2 separate regions of the Mus musculus genome follow, and region 1 is linked to region 2. The links are chromatin contacts, called in public promoter capture Hi-C maps. All regions are on one chromosome and are shown on one strand. Each heading gives the region's core, a stretch centred on a gene start, on an enhancer-like site or on the middle of the called end of the contact. The rest is flanking DNA. Distances are from core to core; before and after follow the strand shown. Region 1 holds the start of Naa25 (N(alpha)-acetyltransferase 25, NatB auxiliary subunit). Region 2 holds the start of Srsf9 (serine and arginine-rich splicing factor 9).

Evidence for each region. Promoter capture Hi-C pulls out the DNA fragments that hold promoters and counts their contacts.
Region 1: a promoter capture Hi-C map of pre-B cells shows a contact between it and region 2. The contact joins the promoter of Naa25 here to the promoter of Srsf9 in region 2. A contact is called at or near these places in 1 of 39 promoter capture datasets (pre-B cells) and 2 of 484 Hi-C or Micro-C datasets (CD4 T cells and CD8 T cells).

What each region holds. Positions count from the first base shown.
Region 1 is chr5:121,396,065-121,401,554 of GRCm38.p6, reverse strand. Naa25 (N(alpha)-acetyltransferase 25, NatB auxiliary subunit) reads right to left here and starts at 3,560. Exons shown (of 24, transcript NM_172722.4): 1 at 3,493-3,560. The coding sequence starts at 3,550.
Region 2 is chr5:115,323,013-115,329,074 of GRCm38.p6, reverse strand. Srsf9 (serine and arginine-rich splicing factor 9) reads right to left here and starts at 1,898. Exons shown (of 4, transcript NM_025573.3): 1 at 1,576-1,898. The coding sequence starts at 1,766.

The DNA of each region.
Region 1 (5,490 bases), core at 2,311-4,810, 6.1 Mb before region 2:
AGTTTTTACTAATGAGTTACAGTGGAATAATTACCTGCCCTATGGTTTGACTAGACACCCAAGGGAAACATCCTACCTCATCAATGAAGTGACTGTCACTGGAGTCTGCTGTAACCATGTTACACCTGATCCTAAGACTGCAATGCAGAACAGATTAGAACAAAGGATTTTGTGTGTGCATGTGTGTGTTCACAGGTTGGTGCTGTGTGTCTCAAAGTCAGAGGACAACTTCTCAGAGAAGGTTCTCTCCTAACACCATGTGGGTTCCCAGGATGACTCTCTGATGCTCAGGAATGGCAGCCTGTGCCTTTGTGCACTGAGCCACCTCACAGCCCCAACATAGGCAATAACAGCAGGAAAAAAAGCACCGAGCTCCCCAACTCAAACAAAGGTGTCAACTGGTGAGAACTGGCAAGAGGTTATCTCAAAAAGGCAGAAGGATGGCTCACGGCACTAGCCTCTAATCCCAGCCCTCACAGACTGAGACGGGAGGGTCTTGAGCTTGAGACCAGCAGGAGCAACTCAGGGAGCTGCAGGCCAGTCTGGACTACAGAAGCCTGTGTTCAACCCCACCCCACAACTCACTGCTTACCGCCTGAGCCCACGGATCTGTCCAGTCTCCAGTTCCCACAGTGACTAGCTCTCAGCACTGAACATCAATCTATGGCTGAGCTCCAAGCAGATGAGCTTGCTCATGGGTCAGTTAGTACTGTCTGGACTTGAGGATTACCAGTTGTTTGGGAGCATTGATGTGTTTGAACACAGTTCAGGAGCTCTAAGTACGAAGTCTGTAGCAAGGCCTATCCACTTTATGTTAGCCCCTCAGAAGCCCTCCTCTACTCTCTACTAGCTGTTAACAAAAGCCACATAATTCAGATTTCACTTTGAGAATATGACCTGTCGCTTCTGATTAATAAATATATCCTGATGTTTGGCAATGTGAAATGGTACTTTTTATTGAGCAATTCAAAACATAACTGAATATAAGACCAATAACGTTCCCCTTGGTCTTCAAGAACAATGTTATAAATCTAATTATTCTTTAAAAAAAAGGGTTTAGTCTTTTTATAAAAGACTTTTCAGAAAAAGGAGAAGTCAACATTCCTTGTCTGTGTAAGGATGTGATTCACAAACCATGAACCCTTAACTTAGGTTTTACTTTCTATTACCCAGAAGCAGGACAGTGGAAAGTCAGAGACAAGCCTGGTCCACACGGGGACTGCAAAGGCAGGATGTGCAGCCATGGGGAAATCTGAGTCCTCTTCCCGATAGGCCCCACCCCTGCAATCTTAGAAGAATCAACATGACGCAACTTCTAACACAGTGGTTAAGACACCGAGCCTGGAGTTCAAATCCCAAGTCCAGGATGTATCTGAGCTAGATAAATCACATAAGAGCAATAGGATTCCTGCTCCAGCTGTCTACGGGGAGTGTGTGTGTGTGTGTGTGTGTGTGTGTGTGTTGAAAGCTCAAGGGCACAGACTGGATTAAGTTTTCTAAACTCATTATGATTACCCACAGGGCCATTACTGCTAGAAACAAGTGATGGGAAGGTAAGCCATCACACAACAGAGCACCAAGGGCTGTAGAGATGGCTCATCAGGTGAGGGTACTTACCACCATTCCTGATAACGTTTACGATAGCCCAGGACCTTTATGATAGGGAAGAACCAACTCCCTCTAGCATGGTGTCCTCTGAACTCCACAGGCTCACAGTGTCATTCATGTGACCACACTCCACCACACACACACGCCCAAAAAACATTTCTTCATCAAATGGAATAAAAAAAGAATTTCATCACACACATATATGAAAGTATGATTGCTGGGCATAGGGCCACGTGACTGTAATCCCAACAGTTGGGAGCCACAGGCAGGGGAGCTGAAAGCTTGAGTCCAGCTGGTCCACCTAAGGAGTTCAAGACCTGTTACTTAAAAAAAGAAAAGAGTACTGGGCAGTGGTAGTGCCTGCCTTTAATCCCAGCACTTGGGAAGCAGAGGCGGGCAGATGTCTGAGTTCGAGGCCAGCGAGGCCAGCCTGGTCTACAAGGTGAGTTCCAGGACAGCCAGGGCTACACAGAGAAACCCTGTCTCAAAAAAAAGGAAGGAATGAGCAGCTGGGTTTGGTGGCACCTTTAATCCCAGCACTCGGAAGGCAGAAAGCTGGTGATTTCTATGAGTTCCACGCAGTCGAGGGCTACATAGAGAGGTCTTGTTCCAGACCCAGCACCTACACCCTGGCTTACAACAGTCTGTAACTACAGATCCAGGACATCCTGATGCCCCTCTTCAAGCACCAGGAATGCACGTGGTGCACAGACATCAAACTGGCAAGCAAGAACCCACATATGTACCAATTTGCTAGAGACACAAGCACCCATTCTGCCAAGGGGAGAGGAAAACCCCTAAAAACGAAAGAGCCCAAAACCCATAGCCACACTGAAAACGTGAGGTCTGCTGTAGCCAAAAAAAAAAAAAAAAAAAAAGCACTGACCTTGATAAAGCTTCCTTCCTCATCATTACCTGAGACAAGACCATACAACCATCAACGAGGCGAGCGAGACATGGCAAAATTAAATAAAATAAATAAATAAATAAATAAGGCACCGCTTCCAATAACAGAACATCTCAGTCACTGCAAAGTGTTTTCTCTCTGACTCAGTTTGGTGATTCTTTTTATTCTATTACGGTGGGAAGATGACGATAAAGACACATCTTGAAAGCCTGCGGGGTTTGGGATGCGCGCCGTGAGGAGGGTTCAACGCAAGCAAAAGCACGAGGAAGTCAAGAGGCAGAGAATAAACCTCAGACACGGTGCTGAAAGGTTAAAAAAAACAAAAAACCTTCCATTCCAGCAGCCTGGCCGGCCGCTCCGGCAACACCAGCTCCTGCCATCTCTTGCCCGCTATTCGGGGCCCGCGACCCCCTCCCCCCCGCCTCCCACGTGTGCCCAGAACAGCTGTTCCTGCATCAGGATGGGACTCGGGTCTCAGTGACCTTGCATCAGCCCCTTCCCTTCTCCGGGTCTCAGTTTCCCCACGTGCACTTAGACTACATTCTGTAAGACAGCCCTCCCCGGATCCTCATCCTGGTACCCAGAGCAATCATCACTGGGGTATCTCCCTTCCGGAGGCGAGCGCTCCCACCGTCGCGCCTGAGCCGCTTGTCACCTGCAAGAAAAGACCGCGCGGGGGTTCCTCGGGAGCGGCTGGAATAAAACAACCTGCCGGGAGCGCTGGTCTCCAAGCGGCGGCGCGATCCGCACAGAGTTGACAGCGGCGCGCACCCACCGTTGTCTTGTCGCCTCCGGGTCCAGCGACGCCGGGGTCCGCGCCTAAGCGAGGGCGAGGCTGCGGCCTAGCGCCCCGCGCGGTCCGCCCCCTCGCCGCCCCACCCCGCGCGCGACCCCAGCGACCCTCCCTGGCCTTCGCCCGAACCGGGGCACGCTTTGTCTCGCCGCGGTGGCTAACAGACCGACTCCGGGGTACTCACCGTAAATGGGCCGGAGGCGCCGGTCGTTAGGGTCCTGCACATGGCCCCGCGTCGCCATGATGACAAGCGCAGAACCTCAGTGCGCAAGCGCTGAGCAGGCCCCCGGGAAGGGGCCGTTAAAGGGCCAGCGTCGAGCTCGCCGACCTATCGCGATAGTGGAGGGGAGGTACGGCGGAGTGCGCCTGCGTAGAAAGGGTGGCTCGCCTCTCCTTTAATTGGCGCTGTGGTTTGATTTTTTTTTTTTTTTTTTTTTTTTTTGCCTGCGGAGTCATCGGGACCCCAGGGGCGGTTGTTGTGGTTGAAGGCGTGGAGAGAGAGTGCGGTTTAATCTCACTGACTGTAACAGCTAGAAGAACCAGTTGGTTTTGGCCCTTGATGGTGAAGCAACCTGGAACTTGTTGAGTGGGAGCCCTGGGAGCGTGCTTGCCCAACAGTGAAACTGTAGAAAAAGCCTGCGAGCCCTCCTCCACCCGTTCCCTGAACTCAGTGCTGTGCGTGGCTAGACACTAGTGCAAGCTCTTTAAGTAGGTTGCTTTTAACATTCCCACGGCACTAGACGGTATAATGAGCTTTCTTTGTACAGATTTACAATTCGCACGGCCCAGAGTTATGAGTGCTATTTGGGCGGCGATAATGACAAGGAGCTAAAGGTATCCCCAGCACTCGGGAGGCAGAGGCAGGCGGATCTCCTTGAGTTCGAGGTTAGCCTGGTCTACATAATGAGTTCCAGGACAGCCAAGGCTATGTAGAGACCCTGTCCCTATAAAGAAATGGATAGAAATAAAAATAAAAAGGTTCTCCCACCAAGTGGTTGCTTGCCCTATTTGGCTGGCATTCCTCCTTGCCCCAACAATTTTTCCCTCAGTTCATGGCTCCTCTTCTCCAGCTGCATGTAACTGGATTTGGCGTTTGTAACACTTTCACAGACCAGTGAATCTTGTAGCTTTAGCGGTATGTAAGGTGTATATCCGTAACTACCGCACTGAAGGGGCTAAGACAAGAGGCTAGTAAGGGCCAGACTGGGCTAGCTACATAGGAAGACCCTGTCTCAAAAGAGAGGGAGAAGAAATGGTACATGTTTGAGCTGATTTAGCTTAGGGATTTAAACATTACACAATGTATACAAGTATGGGGCAATACATAGTACCCTGTACAGATGTATAACTGTTTGAATGTGTCCCTTACAAGTTTTAAAAGCTTACCATTGGTTATTTCATGTGTGTTTCTGTATATATGTGTGTGGGCACTCCAATACCCAAAGTGTGGAGGGTCTCTCTGTCTACCACAGTGGTTCTCAACCTGTGGTTCGTGACCCTCATTCATTCTATTTCAGATGTTTACAATTGGTAACATGAGCAAAGTTACAGTTATGAAGTAGCAATGAAATAATTTCATGGTTGGGGGTAGGGGTCACCACAACATGAGGCCCTGTGTTAAAAGGTTGCAGCTTCAGAAAGGTTGTAATCCACTGTAAAAATGTGAAAGCTGCCAGGGCATGGTGGCGCACGCCTTTAGTCCAAGCACTTGGGAGGCAGAGGCAGGTGGATTTCTGAGTTTGAGGCCAGCCTGGTCTACAGAGTGAGTTCCAGGACAGCCAGGGCTACACAGAGAAACCCTGTCTTGAAAAAGAGGAGGAAGAGGAAGGAAGGAAAAATGGAAGGAAAACAAACCAAGGTTCAGTTCCCAGCACCACAACTGTCGGTAACTTTAGTTGCAGGGAATCTGAGGCCCTCTTCTGGCCTCTGGGCACTGGATACAGGTGCTGCACAGTTAGTTGTACATGCAGACAAAATGCTTATACACATGTTTTAAATTAAAGTTTACATTCAAAATGACACACATACACACATACACACGCCTGAATCAGCACACACCCAGAGGACTTGCCTAGGCTCAGAATTTTTAACTACATAGACCCAGGCAGTACACAGAATGTTTTCAGTATTTTTGTATGTATGCATACATGTGTGGGGGTAATGAGTACCTGAAGAGGCGAGA
Region 2 (6,062 bases), core at 649-3,148:
AGCTATAGTATAAGACCCTGTCTAAAACACACACACACACACACAAAAGGCATCAAGGAACACGACCATGGCACCTTGATTGCTGGAGTGAATTACAATGGACTGGAAGGGTCAGGCGTATTAGGGATTAAAAGCAGAATTTGTAGGTAAAGGATCTAAGTTACCTCTTGAAGCTTTTATAACTCTAATTGAGAAATTATAGTTAATTTATAACTGCCTATCCAACAGTTATCAAATCTTAAGTGCTTTCTTTGAAACTTCCCAAATAGAGCAGAATATAGGTCTTTTGTCACACCACACAGTAGTTACGGGGTGCAAATCCTACCTAGATCCTCTCCAAACACCTACCAATTGTTATCCCTTTACTAACCTCTTGCATTAAACAATCCGCATTTTGTGTGAAATACGGTCAGCATCCTCTGCTTCATGGGCTATTGAAAAACGCTAACTACACGAGGCGTGGCACTTGACACAGAACTTGACTATTAAAGACACAATGGCACTGTTCATTAGGGCCATAATTTTTCTCACGTTCATTTGTATTTAAAAAAAAAAAAAAAAGCTTCAGTCTATTTTTTGAGGCAAACTGCAAGACACTTAGGGGATAAGCTGGGTTAGTCTTCAACCATCGAAGTCCGGAGTACTTCTACTGTGAATCCGTAATCTCCAACCCAGGCCGGCGAGACACCGGGTCGGCAGGCAGAGATGAAGCTCTCCTCCCAACGAGGCTGAGAAGACAGGGAACAGGTCCTTACTGACCCTCCCAAGGGGACGACCGCCAACGGCGCAGAGATCTCTAAACTAAAGCATACTTTCCGGCCTCTTCCTGACCCAGGGCTCACGACATTTGCACACACACACAAAAAAAATAAAAATAATAATTAAAAAAAAAATCAAAGATCCTTCGGCGCGGGTTTTGGGGGAGCCTAGCTTTTCCACATCCCTGCTACAATTAACTTCTGGCTTCTGGCGGGGAATTAACTTCCCTCATTAGAGGGGAATGAAATCAGAGATGCTAACCCCCCACCCGTCTCTCTCTCCCGCTGTTTAATCTGATCCCCCTTTACTAGAACTAGGCTCGGTGGGGCGCCCAAGTGAGGGCTGGCTCCAGACACCCCGCTTTTCAGCCGCCCAAGGCAACCTGTGGTCCCCGCCAACGCCGTCTGTTCCCCGGTAACGGCGAGGGCCACCCCCACCCACAGACCCGAACCCGGACTCGGGAGGAGGGGGCGGGATGGGCGACTGTCGCCTTCGGCCGAGTCCTCTGCAGGGTCGGTTCGGGGGACCCGAGCCCCGCGCTTCCCTCATTTCGGGGTGCTTCCCGTTAGGGTGCTTTTCCCAAACTCGAGGGCTGGGCAGAGCGCGCTGGTTTTTACCCTCCTCGGGGGCAAGTCGGGCGGGCTGGAGCCTTCCGATTGAAGGAAGTGACACCAGGCAAAGCCGCCTCCAGCCGGGGGTGGGGGGGGGGCGCCGCGAGGGGTCAGCACGGCGGGGAGGGGGAGGGGAAGGCGCTGGGGGAGGGGAGGGGAGGCCGGGCCCGGCGGAGATGGGGCGAGCCGCCGGCGGAATCCTCACCGCGGGTCCTCGAAGCGCACGAAGGCGAAGGGCACGAGGCCGTGCCGGTTCTTGAGCTCGATCTCGCGGATGCGGCCGTACTTGTAGAACAAGTCCTCGAGGTCCTTCTCGCGCACGTCGGACGGAAGGTTGCCCACGTAGATGCGCCCGTCGCCCTCGCCGCCGCGCTCGTCCGCCCAGCCCGACGACATCCGCACCGGCCGACGCCGCGGGCCCGCCGCAGCCCACGTCCCGTCGCAGCCGCCTCCGCCGCCGACGCCGCCTCCTCAGCCCGGGGCCCCCCGCCGCAGCCTCCCCCGCGGGCTCCCGAGGCGCTCAGCCGCACTGCATTGTGGGAACGCGGCGCGGAAGCCGTGAGGAAGCGGGGGCGGGAGGGGGCGGCGGTCGGAGGATTTTTAAAGCGATCTTAAAGGGGTAGCCGCCGCCGCGAGGTGCGCTTGCGCAGAGGGCGGGGTCTCTCCCTAGAGATGCGAGCGGAAGGTTCCCGGAGGTGGGACCCGAGCGCCTCCTAAGCTGGTAGGTCACTAAGCTTGGGGCTGTCCTTCTGAGGAGAAGGACGCGGACCCCACAGAAGCCCTCAGACTGCCCAGCGCTGGGCTATCCTGGCCCTCGGTCTCAGGTCTGTAGTCGTCCCTTAGACCCGAGGTGTAAGCCTGAGATGGTCGCCAAAGCTTGGTTGTCCGAGTTTCTGGAGAATGGAGAGTGGATGCGCAAACCTTTCGTTCCAACACTCCGAACCCGGACAGAGGCAGGAGCAACTATCTCCATGAGTTCAAGGCCAGCCTGGTTTACATAGAGAAATAAAAGGTATAGTGGAGAAGAAGGTTTATTGTAGGTATGTGGGAGAGCATACTATACTCAGAGGGAGGCCATCTAGGAGAGTCCAGAAGGGGACGAGACCAGGCAGAACTGGGCCCTGTGAGGAGAGGCGGGAAGGAGAGGGGAAACAGATCCTGCAGTCAGAAGGTCAAAAGGTGTAAAAAGAGGAAGGTAGTCAAGATGTCTGGATTATATAGGGAAGAGCCTCTAGGGGAAGGGCAGCCTAGCCCCTGGCCTGGAGGGCGGGGTATGTCAGCCAAACCCTGTAACAGATAAGGACTGGAGGATGCCAGAAGCTGGAGACCAGGTCTGCTTTGGTATCTTATATAGGCACCTCAGCGGATCATCCCGGGTTTGAAACTTCACAGCTACCCTGTCTCCAAGAAAGAGAGAGAAAAGAGAATCTGTGGAGGATACGCATGTATTATTTCATATCACCACAAGCATCACTGTAGAGTTTGCCTATTTGTGCATTCTAAACTATAGAACAACCTCACCAAACAAAACAGTGAGTGGGAATGCATGCCAGTAAATCTCACTCTCCTGAGGCTAAGGTGAGAGACTTTAAAATTCTAGGCTAGCCTTGACAACAACTTACTGAGATCCTACCCTGAAAAACTATTCAAACCTAGATGCCTGGAGGGATATAAGGCAAAGATAGCAAGATGATAGAGAGCTGTAACCCTAGGCAGCTCGGTTGTTGTTTCATTTGTTCTCTGTAAGATTTTTGGATCCCAGCCTAAGGCTACACCATAAAACAATATGTCCAGGGGCTGGAGAGATGGTGCCAGTGATTAAGAGCCTTGACTGCTCTTCCAAAGGACCTGAGTTCAATACCCAGTACCTACATGGCAGCTCACAGCTGTCTGTAACTCCAGTTCCAGGAGATTGCCACCCTCACACAGACAGACATACAGGCAAAAACACCAATGAACATACAATAAATCTTTAGAAACAAAAAACCCAAAAGCCTCAAATTACATATCTTTATGTTTATCCTTGTATTCTGTGTAGTTAGAGAAAAAAAAAAAGGCAGGTGGATCTCTGTGAATTTAAGGCCAGCCAAGTGTGCAGAGCTAATCCCAAGACAGCCAAGGAGGCACAGAGAAAAACTGTCTTAAAAAAAAAAAAGCAGGGGGGTGGGGTGGTGTATAGGGGACTTTTGGGATAGCATTTGAAATATAAATGAAGAAAATATACAAGAAAAAAAAAAAAAGCCAGGCGGTGGTGGTGCACACCTTTAATCCCAGCACTCGGGAGGCAGAGGCAGGCAGATTTCTGAGTTCGAGGCCAGCCTGGTCTACAGAGTGAGTTCCAGGACAGCCAGGGCTACACAGAGAAACCCTGTCTGGAAAAAACAAAACAAAACAAAGATACATATAACTAGGTATTGCTTATTACCCAAAAGCATAGAAACTTTTCAAAGGATGTGGGTGGAGAAGGTCACCTTCAGCAATACATGGAGTTTGAGGGCAACCCAGCCTACATCAGAAAAGCAAAACAAAACAAAAACCTAACTAAATGCTAAGATGTCAGCGTAAAAGTAAAATCTTCCGTCTGTGGAGCTACCTCCTTGCGTTCACCTCTCCTATATTTTTGCCTCTCCTATATTTGGGTAAGACATCTGCTGATGGCAACAATCCTCTATTTTTGTACTTTTCTGTGTTTACCAAATTGTAATTAGCCTGTACTCGGTTTTATAAGTAGAATAAAGTGCAATAAATGGCCTCTCAGATATGACTGCGTCTTGCGTCTGGGATATGCAACGCTTCTGACTGCTCTTACCAGGCCCCAAAGGCAAACTGGGAAGACCCCTGGCCAGATGGAATCTCGAATCTAAGTGTATGTTTTTAAAGCTCTCCCCAGAGGGCATGGTGACACACACCCTTAATTTCTGTACTTGGGAAGCAGAGGCAGGATGCTCTACATAGTGAGTTCAAGGCCAGCTGAGGCTATATAGTGAGTGAGATACTGTCTCAAAAAAAAAAAAAAAAGGCATTAAAAAATCTAAATTTGGGCTGGCAAGATGGCTCAGTGGTTAAGAGCGCCGACTGCTCTTCTGAAGGTCCTGAGTTCAAATCCCAGCAACCACATGGTGGCTCACAACCATCCGTAATGAAATCTGATGCCCTCTTCTGGAGTGTCTGAGGACAGCTACAGTGTACTTACATATAATAAATAAATAAATCTTTAAAAACAAAACATTGTTTAAAAAAAATCTAAATTTTTCAGAGTATACTTAGATGTATTAATGTTTCTCAATTATCATTTCCATGTAGTATTGCAAAGATTTCTGGTTTTGCTATTGGAGAAAACTTGGTAGTATCCTAGAGAGAGAGAGAGAGGAGTCAGCTGATAGGAAGGACTCCAGATGGAAAAACTTAGGATTGGCTAAATTGTTAGGAGACAGTTAGGACCCGGTGTGGAACTTAAAGGTGGAGGATTTTGTTCCTGTAAAGCCAGATCCTGACTTTTTGTAGATTCCAACACAAATCAGACCAAAACCTGGCTTCCTGTTCACACTCTGCTAAGGCACAGATTGTAGACAGGGAAACATCTATTGATCTCATTAGTCACCATCTTTGGATTTAAATTAGGCCGTGTTTTCTGACCAGGCAGTTGCTCTGAAGCAGTCAGGTAAAGTAGTTTAGTGAAGGGTAAGACCCTTGAGACCACCTTGGGGTGCTGCCTCCCATGTTTAAGAACCCCTGAGGGGAGGCTCCGGAGAGTTGGCTTAAGTGGTAAAATGCTTGCCATGCAAGCATAAAACCCAGGCTCAGCTTCTAGAGCCTTAAGTGAAGAGCTACAGTGAAAGCGACAGAGGGGGTAGGGGGGTAGGGGTGGAGAGGCGAGACAGGTGGGCCAAGGGCTCCCAGCAGCCAGTCATACATGTACACACACGCATGTGCACATGCATAGAAACATGTACACACATGCACAGTACACAGGCATAAGCTTTTTAAAAAAAATAGATCTTAGGCTACCAAGATGGCTCGGGGTGGAGTCGCTTGCTGCCAGCTCCAACAACTTGAATTTATTCCCCCGGACCCACATGGTGAAAGGAAAGAACCAGGCCCCACCAGTTTCTGGCCTGACCTACCCTGGATGTTGGGGTAATCTACCCCCCTACATACACACACATTTAATCACATGACTATGTAGGTCTGCCCCGGTGTTTTCAGTTGTTAATTGCTATGCAGGCAGAGCCATGTGCCGGCAGGATATTTGGTATTATCATTTCTCTGACCCATCACCTGCTTTCTATAAGTAAATGCTTGTCCTTCCTCACCTGTTCAGAGGACAATCCCCTGCAAATAATCATGTTAAAAAAGCAAGCAGCCATGGCGGTAAAGGTTGAGTAACCCGCTATGCCAAAGGGCAACACAGAGAGAAGCACCAGGTGATGTCCTGTTGCCGGTCGGTTCAGACTGGGTGAATAAGGATGAATAAATATGGCTTTTTGTAGAATAAGGAGCTGTTGGCTGAGGCTGGGGCAGGAGGACCATGAAGACCAGGAGGAGAGAAGCTGGTGGGAAGGATGTAGGACACTGAGAACCACGTGGAGAGACTCAGGGACAGAGAAGTCGTGTTCCGTTATCTGGGGAACCTGAGAAACTGCCCCAGCAAACAGGCCAACAGCTCCAAACTATATAGATGTCTCTGTGTCT